Regions from separate parts of the Pan troglodytes genome. Here region 2 is linked to region 1. The links are chromatin contacts, called in public Hi-C maps. All regions are on one chromosome and are shown on one strand. Each heading gives the region's core, a stretch centred on a gene start, on an enhancer-like site or on the middle of the called end of the contact. The rest is flanking DNA. Distances are from core to core; before and after follow the strand shown. Region 1 overlaps ANKRD44 (ankyrin repeat domain 44). Region 2 holds the start of ANKRD44 (ankyrin repeat domain 44).

Region 1 (6,955 bases), core at 2,424-4,923:
AAGTGCTGGGATTACAGGTGTGAGCCACCGCGCCTGGCCGTTATGTTATTTTTTAAACACATCTATAAAATGGCTATTGTAACCCCATCTTAGAGATGAGAAAACTGAAACGGAAATGGATTGGATTTAATAATTGGTCAGTCTGATACCATAGCATTAATCTTTCTACTATGGAAAAAAAGGAGGTCAATAAAAATTAACATTGTAATCAATAAAAATTAACATTGCCTCCAGATTTCAATTTAACTGATACTGTTATTTCATCACTTCCTTTGGCCCAACTTTTTGTCTGTAACTGGTAACAAAGTTGAATTTTGTTTTACTTTGGGTTGGCCATTGGGTGAGGGTGATAACTGGTGGTATTAAAGAGCAGAGAAACACCCAAAGAGAATCTCAGGAAAAGAAGGAGCAACAAAGGATTAAATGTTCCAAAAATTGGGTAATTGGGGTAGTTGGTCCTTGAGTAACTATTTCATAGTCAGTACCCATATGTTATTTTCACTGGGAAAAGATTAGGTAATAAATTAATTTTCTCCATTTTCTAATTAGATGTAATTCTTTTTTCATAATGTTAAATATAGAGTTAACAAATACGCTACTTGGAGGGCATGACTATAACATGGAATTTTATGTTTTTTCTGTTTTTAATAGTAATGGAAAATATTATATATATTTACTCTGCAGCATAGCCTGTAGGAGACATTTTCAGACATGCAGTCCTGCCTCACTCCCTGATTTTTTAAAAAATGTATTTATAAGGACTCAGTATATTCTTGTATTGTTCTTATGGTACTTAAGAGGAACAGATTTTGATTTTATGATAATCATTATCTTTCTGGGATGGAGTGAACTTCTCAAGTAAAGGGTGATCTATATTCAGGAAGAACTCAATGAAATCCTTGCAGGGGATCACACAGCAGAACTCACATGAATTGAGTTAGCAGGTTTTGTTCATTAAATCTAGTGACTTGAACAAATTTTTATTATCCTCTCGCAAAAGTGCAAGCACTGCCTCCTACAAAAAACAGTTGTTACCTAACGAAGTGTTTCCGCTTGTTCATATAAGTTGATGGCTTCATATGGCTAGATTATTGCTGTATCAGCTATCAGCTACTAATAACACACTCCCATCTTACTTTAATGACATGTGTACTCAGAATGCTCAAGGAGGGACAGATGTTTAGGAATATCAATTTTTCCTTCTTGGCTATTGATTGATTCCCAACACCCATTTCTGATTGGAATGCAAAATGTTTTTCTTTTAGACTTGGAGTCTTTATTTTCCCGATCTAATCAGAAAAACACAAGCAACACACCAGGATCTAGAATGAAATGCTGGAGCATCCCTGGATGCTGCTTGGGCTTATTACCATTGACTGTAGTTACCAATGCTCAATGACAGCCTCTGTCACTCTGCCTATCTTCCAAAGCCAATTCATTAGTACAGAGCATGCAACTCTGGCAAAGGGAAAGTGAAATATACTATACAGTGGTTTTAGCAAAAATTAAAATGGTGGTTTCATTAGGGGATTTTGCGGGATGTGGGAGGGCATTGATGACTTCATAGCCGGATGGAGTGGATACTCTAAACTAGCTTGGCTCTCTTTGTAGAACCCATGATGGGCTTCATTCTTAAATGGAGGGTGTGTCTGATGACATCAGTTGCATATTTTTTTCGTGGAATTGACATAATAATTGAATTGGATTTCACAGATGATGAAAATGATACCTTAGCACCTAGGTTTTAGATAGTTTTATTCTTATTTCTAAAACCTGGATCCTCAGGGATCAATAGGAATTTTTTGTGTTTGGTGTTTTTTTGTTTGTTTGTTTTAGTATGTGCATGGTGTGCATGTTTACTTATGACTAAGAACTCTTTCAGAAGCTTGAGTTCTTTTATGTTTTTAATGAAGTGGATTTTTCAACTACCTTACTTCCTTAATTACACATCCTGAACCTTTGCTTTTACCTCCCAGGTAACAAATTACCATCTTGCTCCCCCTAGTGGAATTTTGACTCTACTTCAAAGTTTGAGAATAACTATCCCTAGTACATATTTGATTTAGCATTTTATTTTTGGAAGTCTGGTATTTTCCCAGTTTGTTTTCAGGGTGAGAATAAAAACAGAATATTTTATTGGATGTGCCAATAGGGGATGTGGGTAGAGAAAGTGGCTTTCGGCTGATTAGATTTCAGTTCCAAGGGTTAGCAAGTTCAGCTACAAAATTTATAAGATCAAGGGGACTTTCTGTTCCCCATTTCTATCTTAGAGGGGTCAAGTGTCATCAGCTTGGTAGACATTCCCCTCTAGAAGGCAGCCGTCAACACTCCTGGAAAGGTAGTAGGGGGCTAGTTGTTGGTGATTTTGAAGGCAAGGACAGGTCCCATCTGAACAACAAATCCCACTTGTGCCTTTGGTAAATTTGGCCCAGGAAGTGTCCTTCTGTCTTCTGAATCTACCAGAGGCACTGCACCAATATCTGCAGCACTGACAATCATTTTGCAGCTGCTAAGCATGCTAAGAAAATTCTAGCAATTGAAGCTAAAAAGACTGCATACCTCTCTTAGGAATTTAAATTTCTTTAGGGGATGATGATCAATGATTTCATGGTATCTGAATCTCCTTTTTTCCTACCACTATTTGTTTTTCTCAATTTTGACCCTTGTTACAATTTTGTATTTATTCAACTCTGTACCCTACTGTACACAAAGCACTCGTGTTGTATATGCTAGTGCTAAAATGTGTGAAACTTTAAAAAGAAATACCTGTATATGCCAAGGCTTGGGACTCTGCTCTTGTGCAGGTAGGACTTTGCTTCTAAGCCTTTTTAAGTTAAGACAAAAGCTGCAAAAGTTATGATAGTTGCCAAATTAATGAACAACAGAATATGTGTCCTTAATACTTATGAGCAAGAATATTGTAATTAGAATATTCTTTGCCTTAAACATCATATAATATACTATTTAGATATATCTTTTCCCCAATATTTTTTCTTAGGTTAAGTGTTTACCTGGGGAAAAATAAAACAGCAGGATCTCATTAAAATTCCAACAAAAAGGAGTGCCAAAGTGCTCTCTGGGAATGTTTTTGGGAGTGTGGAGAGAAAAAAAGAAGCAGCAGTCATAATATTTAAAAAATAAATATTACTTGCTCAAGAATCATTACGTATTCCATTCAGTAATTATATCCACACAAACACACAGCTTCAGTTGAAGCAAAGCACGTTATCTGTGAAGTTCTAGTTTGAAATCCCATGATGCTTAAATTCATAATTGTGAAGGCGATGTCTTGGTAGCCACATGGCACAGTTGAGCTAGAGATGTCCATATAGCAAGGCTTTGAGATGTGGAGAACAGCTGCTTTTTTATTCCACGGGAAGTAGAAGGGGTTTGTGTATGACTCAACATGTGTCTCTATGCATGCATGCCTGAGTGTAGATAGGTATGCATATGTACCTAGGTGCATATGTATGCATATATGTGACTTCAGTATTGGAAGAGTTATAATGATAGCTCAGCCTCTTCTTCCTAATGGCTCCTGGGGATTCTGTGCCTTGACAATTCTCTATAAAGTAGCTTTTAGCAGCGTTAGTCCCAGAGGCACCACTCCCTGCTGAGGGACTGTGCTGGCGCCCTTCTCTGGAAGCTTTTTTGGGATGCATCTCCTTGGTAACATTCCAGCCATAGCTTGGAATGCTTGCCTTTCTTCAGAAGTGTGAGGACTGAGTGAATGCAACAGAATGTACGTATTCCGTACACTCGCAATTGGGAGACTCTGCTCACCTCATTGTGTTCCCTTAAAGTGACTAAGTAGTGGTGCATTAACTACTGTGTTGGGTTTGTTCCCCGGAATCTTAACTGTTCAGCTGTTGATTGACTACTCCTGATTTAACACGAAAATCTTGTCAGACACTGCCTCTACTTATCGTTCTCTGGTTGTGGAGGTTTGTTGTTTGTTTTCTTTTAAGGTCCAAAAAGGCAGAAATGCACACATGAGCATTTGGCCATGAGCACAGCAGATGGAGAATTATGGAGCAGATAAACAAGATTCAATATTTTTTTTTGTCGAAACCCTGAATTTGTGTCTGGCTCTGTGTCTTGTGTGAAATGTGGTCCTTGCCACAGGGCAGATGTAACCCGAACAGAGACTTGGTTAGCAGGTAGTTAGGGGGACTGTGGAAGGATCTGCCTGTCTTTAAGCAGAGTAAGTAGCTAAGACTGAACTAGCAGTAAACTTGTATTCTTTTCAAGACTTCTTTCCTGCTACTTAATTGTTGGCAATTTCAGAAACTATCCATACACCTTGTCAAGAAGCAGAATTGAGAGGGTGTTTTGGAGAAAGAAAAAGAGATATATGTTCATTTGCTGGGAATTTTTATGGCAGAGGAGAAACCCATGGACAAATTCCTGGCATATTGAAATATCCATTCTGCACCTTGACATTTTTACATAGTATTTCCTCAAGGAATCTTACTCTGTCTTACTGATAGTACTTATATTGGTCCCCCAAACTAGCAATAAACAGCAACATAACCTGTAAGAAAGCCAACAGGAGGATAAAAAGAGAAAAGAGGGTTTATAGGGAAAATGACAACTCACATTCCCAACAGCAGATCACAGGGCGAGGTCAAGGTATGTGACGCTAGTGATTTCACCTGAGGCCAGTGCTTGCCACCAGTTCCTAAGAATTGATGGGTACTTGTTAAAATCTAGATTTGCAGGTCCCCACCCTGAATGTATTATATCCTTAGGAAAGGGATCTGGGACTATATTTTTTAATAGGCATCTCCGGTGATTCTTATGGTCAGACACATTGGGGAAACTGCTGTCATCTAATCGACTACCAGGACTAAGGTATTTCTAGAAGTTTGGGTGAATGTGTGTGTGTGTATGCATGAGTGTGTGTGCATAATTACCAAGGATCTTAAGGTTAAAAGAAAATTATCAACTACTCCATCTTGTCATCGTGAAACATTTCTTAATGAAAACATCTATGTAGGGTTGTCTGGTTAGAGGACATTTTCTCATGTACTACCTCATTTGATCCTAATAACAATCCCATGAGGAGGTTAGGCAGCGATGATCATGCTCACCCCCAAGTTGCACGTAGAAATGGGCTTTGCATGTGGCTAGCAAGTGTGAGACTGGCTTTGAATAGCATTTTTTGCCATGCAGGCAAGCCCAACATCAACCCTAAAGCCTGCCACTGTTCCTCTTTTACCCCACACTCTGGTCACTAACATATCAGGTTCTTTGCACATCCACACCTTTGCACACCTGTACCTCCTTTGTCTTCCTTCCTTGTCAGCAAATCATATTTATTCATTAAGGTGCCTTCCTCAAGCTTTTTTGGATACACCCTTGTCTTCACCCAGCCTCCTACCCAAGTGGAGCTAGCTGTTCTTTTGGTTGTGTTTCCATCACACATATAGATCCTTCTACTGCATGCTGGGGTCTTGTTTAATGTAGATGAGTTCAATAATAAAAGCTTGGTAACACCCCCCTCTTCTTCCCTAAACTGCCATCGTGCCACTTACTTTTAATAAGCAGTAGATGTAATCATGTTTAAGACAGTACTTGTTGGCTAAAGCTATGGGAGGCATTTGGGAATGATTTCAAGGGTTTTCCAAATATCGACACAAAAGTGTTCCAGTGGCCAGAAACATGGCCATTAGCATCCTCTAGGAATGGAATTATTTGAGGATAACAAGGAACATTGTCTAACAAGAAGTAGAGGAATCATAGGGAACTGTCTTAGTTTGCTCAGGCTGCCATAACAAAATACTATAGACTGGATGGCTTAAGCAACAGAAATTTTTGTTCTCCCAGTTCTGGAGGCTGGAAGTCCAAAATCAGGGTTAGTTTCTGGTGAGGCCTCTCTTCCTGGCTTACAAATGGCCACCTTTTCACTAGGTCTTCACATGGCCTTTCCTCCTGTGTGAGAGAGAAGAAAGAGAGAGAAGGAGAGGAAGAGAGAGAGAGAGAGAGAGAGAGAATGAGAACGTGAGCTCTGGTATCTCTTCCTCTTCTTATGAGGACACCGGTCCTATTGGATCAGGGCCGCCCCTTATGACCTCTTTTAATCTGAATTATCTCCTTAAAGGCCCTGTCTCCAAATACAGTTGCTTTGGGGGTTAGGGCTTGCAACATATCAATTTTGGTGGGGATACAATTCAATTCATAACAGGGATTGTATGCACAAAACCACAGATTTAGTAGTTTCCTTGTCAGGGATTTAAGGGCCTATCAAAGTTTCAGTGATGGGTGGTATTCATGGTACACTCACTGTAGTTCATAGTTCAGGTTAGAGACTATCTGGCCTGGCTTTCAGATTGTATAATAGTTATTTCTTTATGTAAATATCTCCCCCACTGGACTTCTTGTAAGGGTTGGTCTGAGTCTTATTCATCTTTGTCTGCCAACTGATAATGGTTGAATAAACTTTTAAAGAACAAATCTTCTCACCATCTGCATCTGTATGTGATCAGATGTATTAATTTTAGTTCTGATTCCCATTCTCTTGTGTTTGCAGCCACCATTGGTTCAGGCAATCTTCAGTGGTGATCCAGAGGAGATCCGGATGCTCATCCATAAAACTGAAGATGTGAATACTCTGGTAAGAGATGCTGTGGTTTTGCTACTCAGGCCCTGTTAGCCTGGAGCAGGAAAGGGCTCTTAACCTTTTATATACCATGGACTCTTGATATCTGGTGAAAGCTCCAGACTGTTTCTCAGGACACTGTTCTTAAACCCTATACAAGAAATAAAATATCTAGGGTTACAATGGAAATCAGTTATTGAGATACAGTTACCCAAATATTAAAAATCTACTTTGTGATATGGTAATATATGTGCTTTTAAAAAAATAACACATTTAGGCTGGGCGCAGTGGTTCATGCCTATAATCCCAGAATTTTGGGAGGCTGAGTTGGGCAGATCACTTGAGCCCAAGAGT
Region 2 (6,955 bases), core at 2,552-5,051, 120 kb before region 1:
TCATAGTTATTCTCTAAGATCTTTTGCATAGGCCCAACAGGTGAGTTAAATGGAGATGTGACAGTATTATCATTCCTGTATCTTCTACGTCTTTTCTGGTGGTACCAATTTCTACATATTTCCAGGGATTGAGCATTGTTGTTGGTTTTCTATTCTGGTATCAAGAGGAAATTCCAGAGGCTTCCATTTGGCCTGTCTTACCATAATAAACTTCACTCTGTGGGTCAGAGAAATGATGTTAGGATTCTGTTAGTTACTGAGTATGTCTATTCTAACTAACAGTTGAGGAGATAACTATAGTTTGGGTCTGCAGAGCTACTGGATCCACACTGATTTATACTTAGTTAAAAATTTCATTTATCACCTACCATAGATCCCCATTTTGATTGGTGGATCCAGTGGTGTTTGCAATCCTCAGGAATTAGCATTAATTCAGAGGCAGTGTCAGTGATCCCTCAAATGTCTGGGTATTTCCTTTTTCCCAGTACTCGCTCAGCCTAGAAAAATACATCAGGTTCCTTTGGATAAGGCTTGGATGAGGATTTGTAGTATATATTTATGACAATGCTGCAAGACCCTCCTGAAGGGGACCAGCTTCCCTTTTAATCAAGGAGCTCTGTGTCTGTGAACTCATTTAGGTACGGAAACTGAATGAAAGATAATTTCATTTTGATGGCTCAAGGGAGCTTTCAGGTGGCAGATGTAGAGTTTTGTCTGTTATAAAGATCAATGGCTATTTCCAAAGTCTGCCCGTCTATTTCATTCCTAGGACAACCTAGGGCACTGCCAGATATACCTGTAGGTTAAGACCTTTAAGTACTACTTTGTCTCTGCTGTCCATTACAGTAAATGTGTCCACCTTGTCTCTGCCAGCTAAGTGCTGCCACTTGGCCATTGCTGTCGCAGGATCCCACTAATATAAAAATCAAGGAGCCATCTCAACGAAAGCATCTCCCACCATCATATCCAGCTACTAGAGAGTTTTTCTGACGTTCTCTCTTGAATGTATTTTTCTTTCCTTTCCTTTTCTTTTTTTTTCTTTTTGACAGAGTCTTGCTTTGTTGCCCAGGCTGGAGTGCAATGGCGCGTCATTGGCTCACTGCAACCTCTGCCTCCTGGGTTCAAGCGACTCTCGTGACTCAGCCTCCCAAGTAGCTGGAACTACAGGTGCATGCCACCACGCCTGGCTAATTTTTTGTATTTTTAGTAGAGACGGGGTTTCACCATGTTAGCCAGGCTGGTCTCGAACTCCTGACCTCAGGTGACCCACCTGCTTCAGCCTCCCAAAGTGCTGGGATTATAGGCATAAGCCATGGTGCCCGGCCTGTATTTTTCAATGCTTCAGTATAAAGATCATCATCTGGCTCTCCAGGAATATGTAGGGGTTGGCTGTACAGATTATACATGATAAAATTATTCCAACATTCCCATCTCCACAAACCTTTGGATTTCTTTCTCTACATTATACCAGGGGCATTCTGGCTTCTCAAGCTCACCGAATATAGTCAACTGCTGAGTCTGAGTCTCATTTAATGAAGTAAACAAAGTGTTTGAATCACTGTCAAAGTACTGGCTAACACATTAAAAGCAGACCTTCTGATAAGTGTAGTCTTATCAATAAATTTTGCCAAATCTTCTGCTCCCTATTTTATTTGGAACTTGGCCACGAGTTGTTCAACCTTTCACAAAGTCAGGTCACCTATGACAACACCAATCTTGATATTTGAATTCCTAACACTATATGTTCACGTCTGTCTGCATTTGTAATTCTCTCATTCACAAAGCCTCTCCATATAGGTGGAAGCATCTTACTGCTTTGTTTTGTCAGAAGACAAAGAGAGTTGTGTTTTGCCACTTACCTACTGAAATACATATTCATTATAAATTACTCTCCTTTAATTTTTCCTTTATTGTACAATTAGGACAATATATTGTTGCTGTTTTTTTTTTTTTTGAAATTTGTATTGGTAGGTAATATTATCCACAAATTACCTTTCAGGATAGTAAGGGGAGTGTTAAAGATACTAGTTACAAAAAGAGGATGATGGTCTGATTGGGTGGAAAACTGCTGCCTCCTCACTTTGGCCCGAGGAACTTAGGTGCAGGCATGTCCGCGATGAATCAAATTGGATCTTGAGTGAATCTTCCAAATTAAGTCATTTGTTATCACTCTTCTGAAAGATGGCTCTATTTAAGTAGAGAATGCAGGGTCCTATTCAGTTTACTTACAAAGCCATGCAGGGTGTTCAGTAAATAGACATACCAATAACAGCAGTGAAGAACTGACTCATAGATGCAACATAAACAATCTGTTGTATGTCTGAGAAAGGCCTTAGAATTTTTTTTGTTTGTTTCCATGCAACATTGATAACAGAGGAGTGGAAGCCAGGAACAAAGTTCCTTGGTTCTTCTTGTCTGCATGATCTGAATTATAATCTATAAGACTAATAAAGGTAAATTTGAGATTTAGCTGCTTCGACAACCACAGTGGCTGGATGGTAAATGTGAGGATATTAATGCTCCTTTCTCTCCTGTCTCATGTGGAATCTTTGGGGGAGGTTCTAAGAGTAGGGAGGAAGAATGGACATTTGGTTTGTGAATATGCAGTAGAGGTAGATGTTTGGTCTTGACCAAAGAATTCTGTAGCTCTAGTTTGCTCTTCAAAGCTGTTCAATGCTGCCCTACAGGTTTGCTCTATGGCCTGCCAGGGGCACATGGGGCTGCCTGGGAGCACTTCCTCTCCACTTGCTTACTTAATTATCCCTTCTCCAGATCTCAACTCCTGTCACTTTCTCAGGGAAGCCTGCCCTCACCCACCAGTCTGGTCTGATTCCTTTGTTGTGGGTTCACTTCAGAAGCATGTTTTCCCTTGAGATCCCTTATCTCAGTTTGTAATTACATTCATTAGCAGAGACTATGTGGTTTATGTTGGCATCTTCTGAGAGCAGGTTATCTTATTTATGCTCTCCGTTTATTCCCGTGCCTAGCCAGTGCCTGACAAGGTAGGGACTCAGTACATAGCTGTTCAATGAATAAGTGTTTGCTCCAAATTCCAGAACTATCAACAGCTACTATGCTTACGAATATGCCCGTTGTATCTGTAGCCCATGGTGTTTGACAGCTGTCTTCTATTTGTTGAAGAGCTTGGTAACTTGGGATTTTGTAGAGATCAGTAAGGACTGGTGGGAACACCCAAAAGACCCATTAACTCGGTGATTTAGGACTGCTTTGCTTCTCCAGGAACTCCACTCCACCCCCACCAGCAAAAACCAAACCCAGGGTGTTTGAATTTAACAATAGTATGTGTGTGTGCATATGTGTGTGTGTGTTTAGCTGGAAAGTGGCTGGAGAACAAGGTGGAAGGGCCAGAGCTTCTGTTCCCTCCACCCATAAATGTTTGGCAAACACCCTCTAAAGAATCACAATGTGTCCGCTGCCTCCTGGCATTAAACAAAGAGAGCATCGTAATTGCGGTCCCTGGCGAGGTGGGATCTTCGGAGCGCTGCCACCACCTGATTCTGGGTTAGGGGAAGGGGGCGTGATCCCATCTCCCCGGTTAAAGTGGACGGCGTGTGAGTGAGAGCCTTTCCTGCCCCCTCGGGGTGTGTCCCCGCGGGCTTCCCCACCCATATGTGTGAGACCCGTCAGGGAGGCCCGCGATCCGCCCAGGGCCCGGGGCCGGCCCGGCCGGGCGCCGCGTGCAGGTGCGGAAGGCAGGCGGCGGCCCGGTGCGGGCGCGGGGGCAGCGCCGGGGGCCGGGCTGCGCGGCTCGGCTGCGGGCGGCAGGAGGCAGCGTCGGCCCAGGCGGCGGGCGGCGAGCGAGCCAGCGCGCGGTGATGTCAGTGGCGGCCCGGCTGGCAGCAGCCGGTACTTCCTGTGGAAAGGCGGGCGGGCTCGGCTGCAAACCCCACTAGCCAGTGTCAGCCTCTCGGCGGGAGGAGGCGGCGGCGGAGGAGGAGCAGGGGGAGGGCTGTCAAATTCGGGAGCCAGATTTTTTTCCCTTCCCCTGGCAATCCCTTCCGCTTCCCCGGCTCCCGGCGTGACATCTGCGGGCCGGGGACCTGCATGTGTGTGCGCGCGAAGGAGCGGAAGAATGGCAGTGCTCAAACTCACCGACCAGGTAGGGGGCGGCGGCGCCGGCGGGCGGGACGCGCGGGCGCGGGGCGGCGCGGAGCCCGGCGGGGGGATGGGGGCGCGGCTGGAGCGCGCCCGCGAGCTGTTTACTCGCGGCGAAGGGGAGGAGTGTGTGCGGCCGCCGGTGCCTCCGAGAGCCCGCGGCGGCAGCTCCCACTCCGCCGCGCCGTCCCCGCCCTGGGCCGTCGGAACTGCGCGCCCGAGTCTGGGGCAGGGCCCGTGGGCGCTGGGCAGCCGGCGTGCGGGAGTGCGGCGGCCGCGGGCCCGGCGGGGCTGGGGAGGGGGCCGGGGGCTCGAGGTGCTCTCGGGACTCGCACCGCGCCGCGTTGCGTGGGCGCCGCCGGCCCGCGCCCCGGGGAGGAGGACGCTGCACGAAGAGGGAGAAAGGATCGCAGACTGGGACCCCTCCCCAAACCTAGCAGGAGTCCTGCCCGGAATGCGGCTCTTGTGTGGCCGGGCTGTCTTTATTTATCCGTTGGATGTGACATCCGACTTCCTCTTTAGTTGCCCCAGGCTGTGTGCGTGGTGCGGGATGGGGACCCCTGGAGACCGCCCTTTCGTATCGGGCCGGTCCCTCTGAGGAGGTGGTGAAGTCGGCTCGGAGCCTCCACTCACAGGCGGTGGGCTACGGTCTGTCTGTGTCTACCAGCTTTGTTGGCTTTCCTTGCTGAGACACCACACAGGGCAGCTCTGGAGTCCTGGCTTGGAGAGGTGGGGTTATTTGCTGAATCGGATTGACAGTCCTCGCCGCAGGTCTGTGGAATGGTAACAGCCACCTTCGCGGACTCTGCTGCTCTTACATTGACACTAACAGGCGCCAAACCAAGTTGCATGACAAAACTCTTTGCAGCTCTTTCCACGAAAAAAGGAAACGGCTTGCTACCCCCACCCCCGTTTATTCGTGGGTAGTGAAAGGAACTTTGTTTTGGGGTCCTGGTAGGCAGAGAGGCAATCTTGACTTTGACTACAGGGTCAGACTTGCCAGCCCTTGGTATTAAATACCTCAAACTTGTCCATGGGTTGCATCTGCTGCCTTGCGTTCTCCAGTTAGTATCCAGCCAGAACATCTTGCAACTGAAGTGCAGTCCGTCACCACAATGATTTGCAATGATTTGTTCTCCTGCCTTTTAGATTCAGTTTTTTTAGCTTGTTTTTCCTAAATATTTACAGGTGTTTGGCGGGGTTGGTGATGGGGAAATCACTGAGTTAAAATTCATGTTATTGTTAAATTTAGTAAGAAGAGCAGCTGGTACTTGTGATGAATGTATTTGTTCTCATTGGTTCCAGAGCATTTAAAAGTGTAAGTTGATATCAGGATTTCCTTCACCTTTTGGTCACATACTTTGCCAACTGTTAGACATTTGCTTATTTTAAATCCTACAGTTTTAGCGTGTCTTGGGCCTGTCATCTTTGCTAGTACACGTTGCTGTACTTGTCTGTTAATCCCTAGATCTTCAAAGTACAAAGAATGGTTCTAATAGGTATTGTTATCACATATAAGAAAGAACATCACATAGAAGTTTAGAGTTGTAAGGACTCTAAGGATGATCTAGCCCAAACCCTTCATTTTCTAAATGACAAAACAGATCTGGAGAAGTGAAGCAAGTCTTCCTCAAAGAATGCCAGCTATAGGCCTGCAGGACTGGGACTAGCTCTTGTCTTCTGCCTTCCAGGTGCTTGTACTTTCTGCTACAGTTGGTATAGGATAGCTCCATCATCTCATTGGATGTGTTGTAAGGGTTACAAGAAAATATCTCTTCCTAGATCAAGATCAACCCTAGTGAGAAGTGTATTACTTGGTCTTACAAAGAGAGGAAGTTATTCTTCAGGGCTTATCAGAGCAGGAATTTCAAAGATGTTGCCTTTTAAGATGTTTCCAAGTATATTTCCTTCCTTCCCCCAATAAACTAGTATGAGTATGGAGAGAAAGGAAGAGTCACACAACGTTTATTTGGTTCCATCTCCAGATACGTAAAAAGAACCTAAGGCGTTTTAAGATTCAAGAACTTCTGAAAATGTCCAGTCTATCTTGGGACAAAGTCAGAAGGAGATGGGGTGGGGAAGTGGCCTGGGTGGGGTGGGGTGGTGAACAACGATGGTTTCTGTGTAGCTTTAGGTCCAGGAAGTAAGTGTGTGGTCTTTCTTGCCTTATATAGTCTTACCTTTTCTGTTTGAGACTCAATTCTTAGAAGTCAGTTCTTAACCTCACAGATTAACTTTTAAAACCATTTGCTTAGACCACTACTAGAAGAGTTTTGCTCCATCATTGTGGGCAGGGAGCCGCCCGCCTGCTTGGAATCCCTGCCTTAGAGTTTGTACAGGAGTACCTTGCTCTCCATTCAGCTTCTAGTAAAACAACCACTTCTTAATTTCTCCCTCCTTTGTGTGTGTGTGTGTGTGTGTGTGTGTCAGGGTCTCACTCTGACTCGATAGTATGATCATGGCTCACTATAGCCTTGGCCTGCCAGGCTCAAACATCCTCCCACTTCAGCCTCCCCAGTAGCTGGGACTATGGGCGCGTGTGCCACCACACCTGGCTGATTTTTGTATTTTTTGTAGACACAGAGTTTCGCCATGTTGCCCAGGCTGGTCTCAAACTCTTGGGCTCAAACAGTCCACCTGCCTCAGCCTCCCAAAGTGCTGGGATTACAGGCACGAGCCACTGTGCCTGGTACCTCATCTGTTGAATGCCCTATTTGTGAAGTGAATCTTGATTTTTGCTAGGCCTCTTGGATTTTTTACTGTTGATAACCTGAAACACAAATTGCCTGGATTTGTCTTTAAATGTGGCAAAAGTCAGGGGTGACAGATGATGACATTT

The links. Hi-C and Micro-C count contacts between places; a contact is called where the count stands out from the background.
Region 2: a Hi-C map of stem cell-derived neural progenitor cells shows a contact between it and region 1, with 3 times the contacts expected there. The contact joins the promoter of ANKRD44 here to the enhancer-like site in region 1. A contact is called at or near these places in 3 of 7 Hi-C or Micro-C datasets (blood, a lymphoblastoid cell line and stem cell-derived neural progenitor cells), 1 of 1 datasets of contacts at active chromatin or transcription factors (stem cell-derived excitatory neurons) and 1 of 1 other capture datasets (stem cell-derived neural stem cells).

What each region holds. Positions count from the first base shown.
Region 1 is chr13:99,187,184-99,194,138 of NHGRI_mPanTro3-v2.0_pri, reverse strand. ANKRD44 (ankyrin repeat domain 44) reads left to right here. Exons shown (of 28, transcript XM_063791430.1): 2 at 6,533-6,616. Among named protein-coding and RNA genes, the nearest start is that of ANKRD44, 120 kb to the left of the region's middle. Within about 2 kb of position 3,673, at least 3 of the 24 cell types and tissues checked have an H3K27ac peak or open chromatin away from gene starts, as enhancers often do. A contact at or near this core is called in stem cell-derived neural progenitor cells and stem cell-derived neural stem cells, where this site is marked.
Region 2 is chr13:99,308,261-99,315,215 of NHGRI_mPanTro3-v2.0_pri, reverse strand. ANKRD44 (ankyrin repeat domain 44) reads left to right here and starts at 3,801. Exons shown (of 28, transcript XM_063791430.1): 1 at 3,801-4,120. The coding sequence starts at 4,094.